Linked DNA regions of Gossypium hirsutum: region 2 is linked to region 1. Evidence: chromatin contacts called from public Hi-C data. All regions are on one chromosome and are shown on one strand. Each heading gives the region's core, a stretch centred on a gene start, on an enhancer-like site or on the middle of the called end of the contact. The rest is flanking DNA. Distances are from core to core; before and after follow the strand shown.

Evidence for each region. Hi-C and Micro-C count contacts between places; a contact is called where the count stands out from the background.
Region 2: a Hi-C map of leaf shows a contact between it and region 1, with 3 times the contacts expected there. The contact joins the promoter of LOC107923062 here to the enhancer-like site in region 1. A contact is called at or near these places in 20 of 34 Hi-C or Micro-C datasets (anther, callus, cotyledon and 5 more).

Annotation. Positions count from the first base shown.
Region 1 is chrA11:19,927,574-19,931,912 of Gossypium_hirsutum_v2.1, reverse strand. It overlaps the pseudogene LOC121209795. Among protein-coding and RNA genes, the nearest start is that of LOC121210458, 46 kb to the right of the region's middle. Within about 2 kb of position 2,497, at least 1 of the 9 cell types and tissues checked has an H3K27ac peak or open chromatin away from gene starts, as enhancers often do. A contact at or near this core is called in cotyledon, where this site is marked.
Region 2 is chrA11:20,027,959-20,032,357 of Gossypium_hirsutum_v2.1, reverse strand. LOC107923062 (ribonuclease 3-like protein 3) reads right to left here and starts at 2,927. Exons shown (of 3, transcript XM_016853272.2): 1 at 2,335-2,927; 2 at 1,553-1,699; 3 at 1,045-1,448. The coding sequence starts at 2,730. The coding sequence ends at 1,152. It also overlaps the pseudogene LOC107923441.

The DNA.
Region 1 (4,339 bases), core at 1,248-3,747:
CGTATAGCATCATAATGTTTAATGTTTTTTGCTCAAATCACATTCCAACTGTAACAAAAAAAAATTGTACCTTTTGGAATTTAGCTCATCTGTCATCACTTGGAATAAAGGGATTTAAACGATACTAACCAGAGCAACCAGACCCTTCGTTTCAGCGGGGGAGCTGTTTGCTTTGACAATAGCTTCTTTAGCAGAAATCAGCTCATACAGCACAACCCCAAAGGCAAATACATCTATTTTAGGAGAAACATCGCCATATTGAGCGTATCTGCAGACAAAATGGATAAAGTTAGTCCATTTTTTAAAACACCAACCTTAAAGAAAGATGGCAAACTCCTTGGTGGCATACCCCTTAGGAAGCAAACAAAGTTTTAATTAACAAAATTTTTTTCTTGTTTTTTCCAGAGCTTCTTTACTACCTACACTTTTAGATTTTATCCTATATGGAATAAATATGAACTGGACAACCTAAGGGTTAACAAATAGTAATTGGTTCATTTCCATAATAAAGAAGAGAATTAGTGTTTTCTGTCAATAGCATCTGGCTTTAGAAACATAAGCATGATAATTGAATGTTAATTCATGTCTATAATGCTGCAGAACTATGTTCTACATCCTCCCCCTTTTTTGTTGTACAACCTCAATACCAATTGTTAATCTAAGTTGATTCACAATCCTTTAAACCATTTTTGGAATCCGTTTTAGGGTTTTTTATAAATATAATTTTAAAAAATTAGTTAATTATGAAGAATGGAGTGTTTGTTACAATAATTTTGGATGCCGCTTGACATATTAGCAACATCAATAAATTTAAAAAAAATTTGACAAGAAAGAAAAAGTAGAAAAAGTGGAAAAACTATTTTTTTGATTGGCGGCACCCATTGATTAAATAAAAAAAACTGTTTTTTTAACAACTTCATTATATGTTCTGATAATATCTATTCTTTTTTGACATAATGCCTAGAACTACTCATAGTACTTTCTCAACCTATAGATAGGAGATTAATGCACTTCAGCGCACTCAAACTCATGTCCTTTTAACTTGATAACCACACTTATACTAATCGAGTTAAGACTCAATCGGTAAAAAAAATTTATTGTTTTATGAATTAAATGCAAGGAAAAGACATTAAATGTAGAGCAAAGGCATTAAGGCATTAAATGCAAGAAAAAAGCTATTGTCCAATGCTGGGACCACAAATTAGGGTTTTTTTTTTCACTTTTTCATTTGTTCTTTTACAATCAATTTTTTTTAAATTCACCGGTACTGTCAATGTGTCAGGCGGCACCACAATTTTTTTTTTCACTTTTTCAGCTTTTTTTACTTTACTATTAGATTTTTTTTAAAAAAAATTACCGGTACCGTCAATGTATTAAGCGACACTTAAAACTATGATAGTAGACACCCTATTTTTGTAATTAATTAATTCTTTAATATTATTTTTATAAAAAAGACCCCTTTTACAAACAGAATTTAAATACTGAGTCATACATAACATAAGTTTTTTGGGCTTTGTGTTTCAGAAAATAAATAAATAAATAAATAAACCAACTTAGAATATTAAACCTAGCCGAAGTAATTCTATAGGTTTTGGTTCCTATGCCTACGTCTGTTTGATTTAATTTAGAAGATTATGAATTACAATATCCAAGCCAAATATTATGCAAACTATCTGAAGCTCCTCCAGTCGCAAATTCATTGACTAGAGGCAATTTACAAAATATATGGTCTCTAACAGCAGTTGTTGCTAAGTTGCTAACATTAAACTGGATACGAAGGTAGACATATCATGCAGCTTAGTTATTTGTATAAGGGATCATTGGCCTCTATGGTCATAAACCTACTGAATAGGAGAGTCTAGCCAGTTGTTGAACTTATGGCCTGTCCTTAACAATAGCTAGTAACTTACAAATTACTTCAAATTAATTAGAATAAATTTGTGGAAAACAAAGATACCAACGTAGACACACCAAATCAGCTAATAATTTGTACAAAAGATCATTGGCCTATAAACCTACTGAGGAGGAGACAATTAGTCTAGCCAGTTGTTGAACTTATGGCTGGTCCTAAAAAACAGCAGCTAACGAGTTACAAATTACTTGGAATTAATAAGAACAAAATTTATCTTACTCTGGTGGCATGTATCCAAATGTCCCAACAAGACGTGTGGGTAGGGATGAATTTCCAACCTCTGTCAGTTTTGTTAATCCAAAATCTGCAACCTGCATTGATGTTAAAAATTGATTAAAGTGCAATTATAACAAGAAGCTTTCAAACAGTCGACCCGATGAGAGATCAGGAAGGAATAACCTTTGCACGGAACTTTTTGTCTATCAATATATTAGCTGATTTAATGTCCCGATGAATGTAAACAGGGACAGTATGCTCGTGAATATATTCAAGACCTCTGGCTGAGTCGAGGGCAATTTGCACTCGAGTAGACCAAGGAAGTGGCTCCCTGCCTGGAAATAAACAATAGAATCCCATTAGTGCTGCTCTGAATCAATTGCATTTGGGATAGTTTCAGCGTAAGAAATCTCACCTGAGCCTCGCAAATGCTGACTTAGATTGCCATTCTCAATGTATTCGTACACTAGGAAAAGAGAGCCTTCAACACAGTATCCAATTAAACGCACCTGTATTGGACAAACACATTAATATTCACTTTGAAGATAAATAACAAAAATAGGAATTTTAGAAGGTCATAGATGAAAGAGGATGTTTATAAAGGAAGAAAAACTTATAAACGAAGAGGCCAATGAATTCCACTACAATGATTGAAAAGTTAAACAACTTAATTACTTGTGCATTGTCACAACTGCAAAGAAATGTATAGTAGACTCAGTGAGAATCTAATTCTGCATGATACCATAAACTCCATTCAATTATCTGTATTAAGTTTCTTAACATTAAGGAAAATAAGAGTTAGGGCAAATAATGCATGAAAAACTGTGCCATATGTGGATATAGACAACTCCTCTGACTCATTGAACTACAGAGAACAAAAATCTGGCCTTTGGCTTATGGCCTATGGGCCGCACCTAGAATATTAACAAAATGTTTTCTAGACTCACAGATAAAAGTAACATTTAAGAAATGTTTTCTAGTTAATGAAAAACAATTATTCAAAGATATCTGCCTTCGAAGCATGAGAAAAAGAAAGTACATTACCAGGTTCAGGTGATGAACATGTGTCAAAACCTTCAATTCAGCTAGAAATTCTTTGGTTGCCTGCATATCCATCTTCTTGATTGCAGCTTCCTGCACAATAATTAATAAAGAGATGTGACATATGGAATCAACACAAGATGGCAATGATTCATTGATGCAGGGATATTAACTGTAAAAAACATTGAGTAATCTAACAATTCAGAAAAATGTTTGAACATTTTCAATATATATAATGTTCCATAATTACAAATGAAAAGTTATAAGTAACCAAAAGGTATGTACCTTGATTATTATCCAAAAGTTGTCAATATTTATGCCATTTAATTATTAACAAATAGTCATAATTATTCAGGTAAACATTTAGATAATTGTGTTCCTATAAAGATATATGAAAACTTTTAGAAATAGGAGTCAAATTTCATTTACCTGATATATCAGAAAAACACATCAAAAGTTTTTTTTCTATTCTCCCACCATCTTTTATATTCTTAGATTATTCTATAAAAAATTACTACAGAAATTCTTTATAGAAATTAATGTCCTTGTTACGCTCCGCTCAGTGCTCAATGAACTGTTTCCGTTAGTGTAAAACTTAGATAGTCATTGGGTTTCATTGTATCCTCGAGGTTCATTTGCTAGTAACTCTTTTACACACCATAATATAGGTGGCAGCAGATAAAACCTTAAAAAAAGTGAGTATTGATATACGCCTTAAAAGCCTTCATTAATTTCTCATAAGTTTATTTTATCCCCACACCAACAAAAAATACTAGCGTGCATATGTATTTTTATTGTATTTCTTAAATGTAAGAAGTGGCAAAGTTGTGCTTCCTAATATAGGACACATCTCATTCATGCATCTTTCACGTGCATTCCTCGTCAGTTTAGATGCTCAACTATAGCAATCAGGCTTGAGCTCTATATCCAACTATCCACATAAAGTACATTACAAAATCTTGGACAGAAATGCAAGCAAATTACAGATGCAAATGAACATCCACCAAACTGTGGTATTCTGAATTTTCATCCTCTTAAACTCTAATATGTGGCTACAAAAAGGTTTTTCTTTCCCTCAATAATATTAGCAAGAAACCCAAGTGATCTCTTCTCCAATCTACAATTTTTCTCTCTAAAGTAACATGCCAAACTTTGAGACAGTCCCTAAAG
Region 2 (4,399 bases), core at 1,678-4,177, 100 kb before region 1:
CGACATTCCTGTTAATTTCGGAACCCATCGTATAAACAAAAGTGGTTAAAATACAAATATTTATAATATAATTTTGAATTGCAAAAGCATTGCATTTTGTTCCAAATTTTTTTAAAACGACGAAAGGTATGGTGGTGTCAAAATTGATATTGATATTGATTCTACTTTAATTTTAGCTTAACATTAAATAAACTTCAAAATTTTAAGGTAAAATGTAATTGTTTTTTTGTTATGATGAACAAAAACAAATATTATACTGTCAAGTTTCAATGTGATTGTTGGGAGAAGTTTCAATATGTTTACGATCCCACCATGGTTTTACTATTAAGGATGATAAATATTGCAATTGCAATGGGTCTGTCCTATCCTCAATCTACTATTCTTCACATTGCGTGCTGAATTTCTGAAGATGTGTCGGCTGCAAAACCTTTCAGATGTTCTCTCTTTCAACATATGTGTAGTGGTTTCTCCTACAAAATTGTTGTCGATGATGCTTCCTTGGGCCTTTGATGTGCTTCAGTATCGCAGTCTTCCGTATCAAGCAAATGAGCTTGGATTTCCATTTTTTAACCCCTGACAGCCCACTTTATGCGGTGCTTCTTGTACGTAGGATCGTTTGAGTATGCATACAGATGCAAGGATTGCACATTTACTATGCATATGGGATGTCTTCCATTCGCACGCACTGCTTTCACATAAGTGTAAGAAACATTCTTTCACACTTGCTTACCAAAGATAAGAATCACTATCCACTACGACACTATTATGACATTTGTGGAAAAAAAATCCACAGCAATTGTTTTATTATTGTGGAAAAAATTCATTTATCAAAATCGAAAATAAATATACATACAACAGTTATTCGTATCCTCTCACTTTTGTGGAGAAGATCTATTTCTACCCTCATTGTATGGATTGAATATTTGGAGCAGGGATGCAACGACATTGTTCATTGGAGTTGTATGACACCCTACTCTAGTTCTAGTGACACATATAATAGTAATAACAGTGAATGATGTATGACGCCGGTTTATACTAAAGTTCTTGATTCTTTAAAAATAATTGTAAAAATAAATTTAGTAAGCTCAATTCTGTTTTCAAAGCGTTTAGTGTATATTTTAACTTTTACATGATCAATTCATCAAGTAAAGTTATACATTTCTTTCTTCAACAATATTAATATTAGTATCTTTTTCATCTAAAATTCTCAAAATATTGTCCAGTGCATCTTTGGCAGCTCTGTTGTGTGCAATTTCCTTCTTGAGACTACATTTGCCTCTTCCCACAAGTTGATCGTCGACAAAAACATCAAAACCTGTGCTTTCCTTCCATAAATCTACGAACTTAACTTTTAAATTTCTCTTTTGACACACTTCATATAATTGTGTCACCGGGTGTATCTTTAAAGTCTCCCGTCTAATTATGGGTTCCAACAAATCCTTAAACACCTATTACAGTATTCAAAAACAAAATTTATATATATGACCACATACCATATTCTAACTACAAAAAAGGTCCTACCTAAGTAAAAATAAGTGAAAGAAATAGGTACCTTCCAAACAACATCAATGGAGCAATTGGTGTCAATGAAAACCGCACCGATGGTGGATTCCACAAGATCAGCCAACGCTTTTGGCACGTCGACTAGTCCATTAGAATGTAGTGGATATCGTTGTATTTCTTCAGAAAATTGTCGAATCTGATTATGTTGGGAGAGTTATTATTTGCTAATTTTTATGCTACAAATCAACGGTTGAACACTGGATATGCCTTTGAAGCAATTAACTAAGCTACAAACCTTAGTTTACAACATAATTAAGACAAAAATGGATGATATATATCATAGTCTACGTCAAACATAGTCATGGTAGTCGGCCACTATGTATCAACTGGTTATTATAATATTCCACAATGAACGTGTAATGACAATTACATAACCAAGAGATTACGTCTCTTAGCTCAAAAATTAGGGAGAAATGATTAATATTTTTCTTTTTCTTTTTTTTACTGTACGTAACGAGCCCTTAAAATGAAATTTTTTTATTTATACATTTTAAACAATTTAAATTAGTTACTCGTAAAAAAGCACATTCGAAGATGGTTTCAAACTTTCAACAAACTTAACCACTACGATTATTATGACTGCAAAAATATTCAACACCCTACAAATATTGACTTCGAGTATTTATATTCAAACCAATTTTTTAAAATGAATAAAAATATTTATATAACAAATATACATAAAAGTGAAAAATTGTGAAATTTGGGTTCATCAAACAAATTCCTTTTCTATCTAAAATTAATTTTATTCAAAAAAGAGTTTCGATTGCTTACTTGTTCTTTGAGAAGAGGTTTCTTATGGCGCAAATAGCGATGCAAACCATGTTTGACGGCGGCACGAGCCAACTTTTCGGTATCGACATTGGCGGCTCGTAGCCTAGTCAAAGCCCCCGGTGGCAAATCAGGGTATTCAAAAAACTGCTGTTTGGTGAAGAGTAAATTAAGGACAGAATCTCCCACGTACTCTAACCGCTCATTGGAGAAACCCAGTCCTAAAGAAGCATGCGTGAAAGCTTCTTCTAATAACCGTTTGTTGTTAAACTCATAGCCCAGAATTTGCTCCACTTCATCCAGACTGGGCAACGGCTGAGTTGATTCCGCGGCTGACTCGCTTTGTTGTTGGATAATCTGCTGCTGCTCTTTGAGAGTTTCTATGGTGATGGCGGTCATCGTAAAAATACACCCAAGGAAAGAGAGGCGTGGATGGATAATAATGAGAGAGAAGGTATTTATTTATATTAAAGACTTTGGATTATAGGTCTTGACAGATTGTATTTATTTATTTGGACATTGGATTATATGGAAAACTTTAGTATAAAAGGGAAATTTTGATTATAAGAACCAACTGGAACCTGCAAATTTGTTTTTTCATATATGGTATGGATATATCACAGTTGTTAAAAAGGGAACTAACTCGGTAGATACATTGACCCAAACTTAATGGTTTCGTGTTTCCTAAGAAAACATACGTTAAACCCTGCCAACGAATTACTTCTTCGGAATGTACAAGAAAAAAATTTACTTGGTTTTGTTTTTTTTATTAATTTAATTAATATATGCCTATTCCATTCCATTTTTTCTTCATTTCTAATTATTTTAAGAAGGATCTTGGTATCCACTAAAAAAAATCAAATCCATGAAATGAAAAAATTATAAAATTGTAAGACATACCTTCCAATTATTTCAGATTAATTGAAATCAACATAAATAAAATAGATGAAGCCAAGAAATAAAATTGAGATACTATATATAGTAGATATATTTAATTAGATATGGACATGTATGCAGATATACATTGTATGATAGAAAGATTCATGTTTTTTTTTCTACCATACTATCGAGTTTTATAGGATATTGTTAATTCTAGTCCATTCATTTTATTTAAGACATGAGATTTGAATTTTTTTTCTTCAATTCCTTGATAAAAAGTCAAGCTTCATCCAAATTAATCACTTTGACTAATAGATTTTAGGTATATTATAAGTAAAAAAAAGGTAAGAACTAGAATGAACAACACTGTAACAATAAATGCGAGAATATTTACTTCCGTAATTTCTTTTTTTTTTAACTTCGCAATAACTCGGGATTTAATCTCATGGAGATGATAAATTTGTCGTTTGTAAATTCAATCAATGACTTACATTTCAATGACATTGAATCAGATCAATATCATGAATAACAATATCTAGGCTATCAAATCGATTCACCTTCGAGAATTGAATAGTATAACATATGAAGATCTTTTATCCACATCGAATACAAGAAGTGATGCCTAGTCCAATCAAAAGAATTCATTTCCTATATTTATATCTATTCTTTTCTACCCTTTCTTTTCGATAATCTACCGCCTTCCTTCTACAATCATCTGATGATGTATCATCTGACTGTTATTCCACTTTCACCGTTTCCAAATAAACCCCAACAAAAAGAGAAAGGAAAAAAAAAAGATAATTTTATATTTAAATTAATTTTATATGTTATTGAATTAAGTGAATTTAATCAAATTGACTCAAAAATATTTTAAATATATCTTTCTCTTTTTAATTTTTATACAGTATTTTAAAATAAAATAATTTAAAGTTAAAACTACTATTTAAAAAGATAATAACCGAACAACTATTTTCTTTAAGAAAATTATTTAATACACTATCTGTAGAATTTTAAACTTCACAAAAATATCTTATAAAAGTATAATAAAATATTAAAAAAATTAACATATTTTTTAACTTTTTATATAAACCTTGAATTTGATATTGCTTGATTTAGAGCTCAATGTTAAGGCTCGTTACTATAGCAATGAGATATATGTCTGAAAATTGGGGGCAATTTACTAAAACAA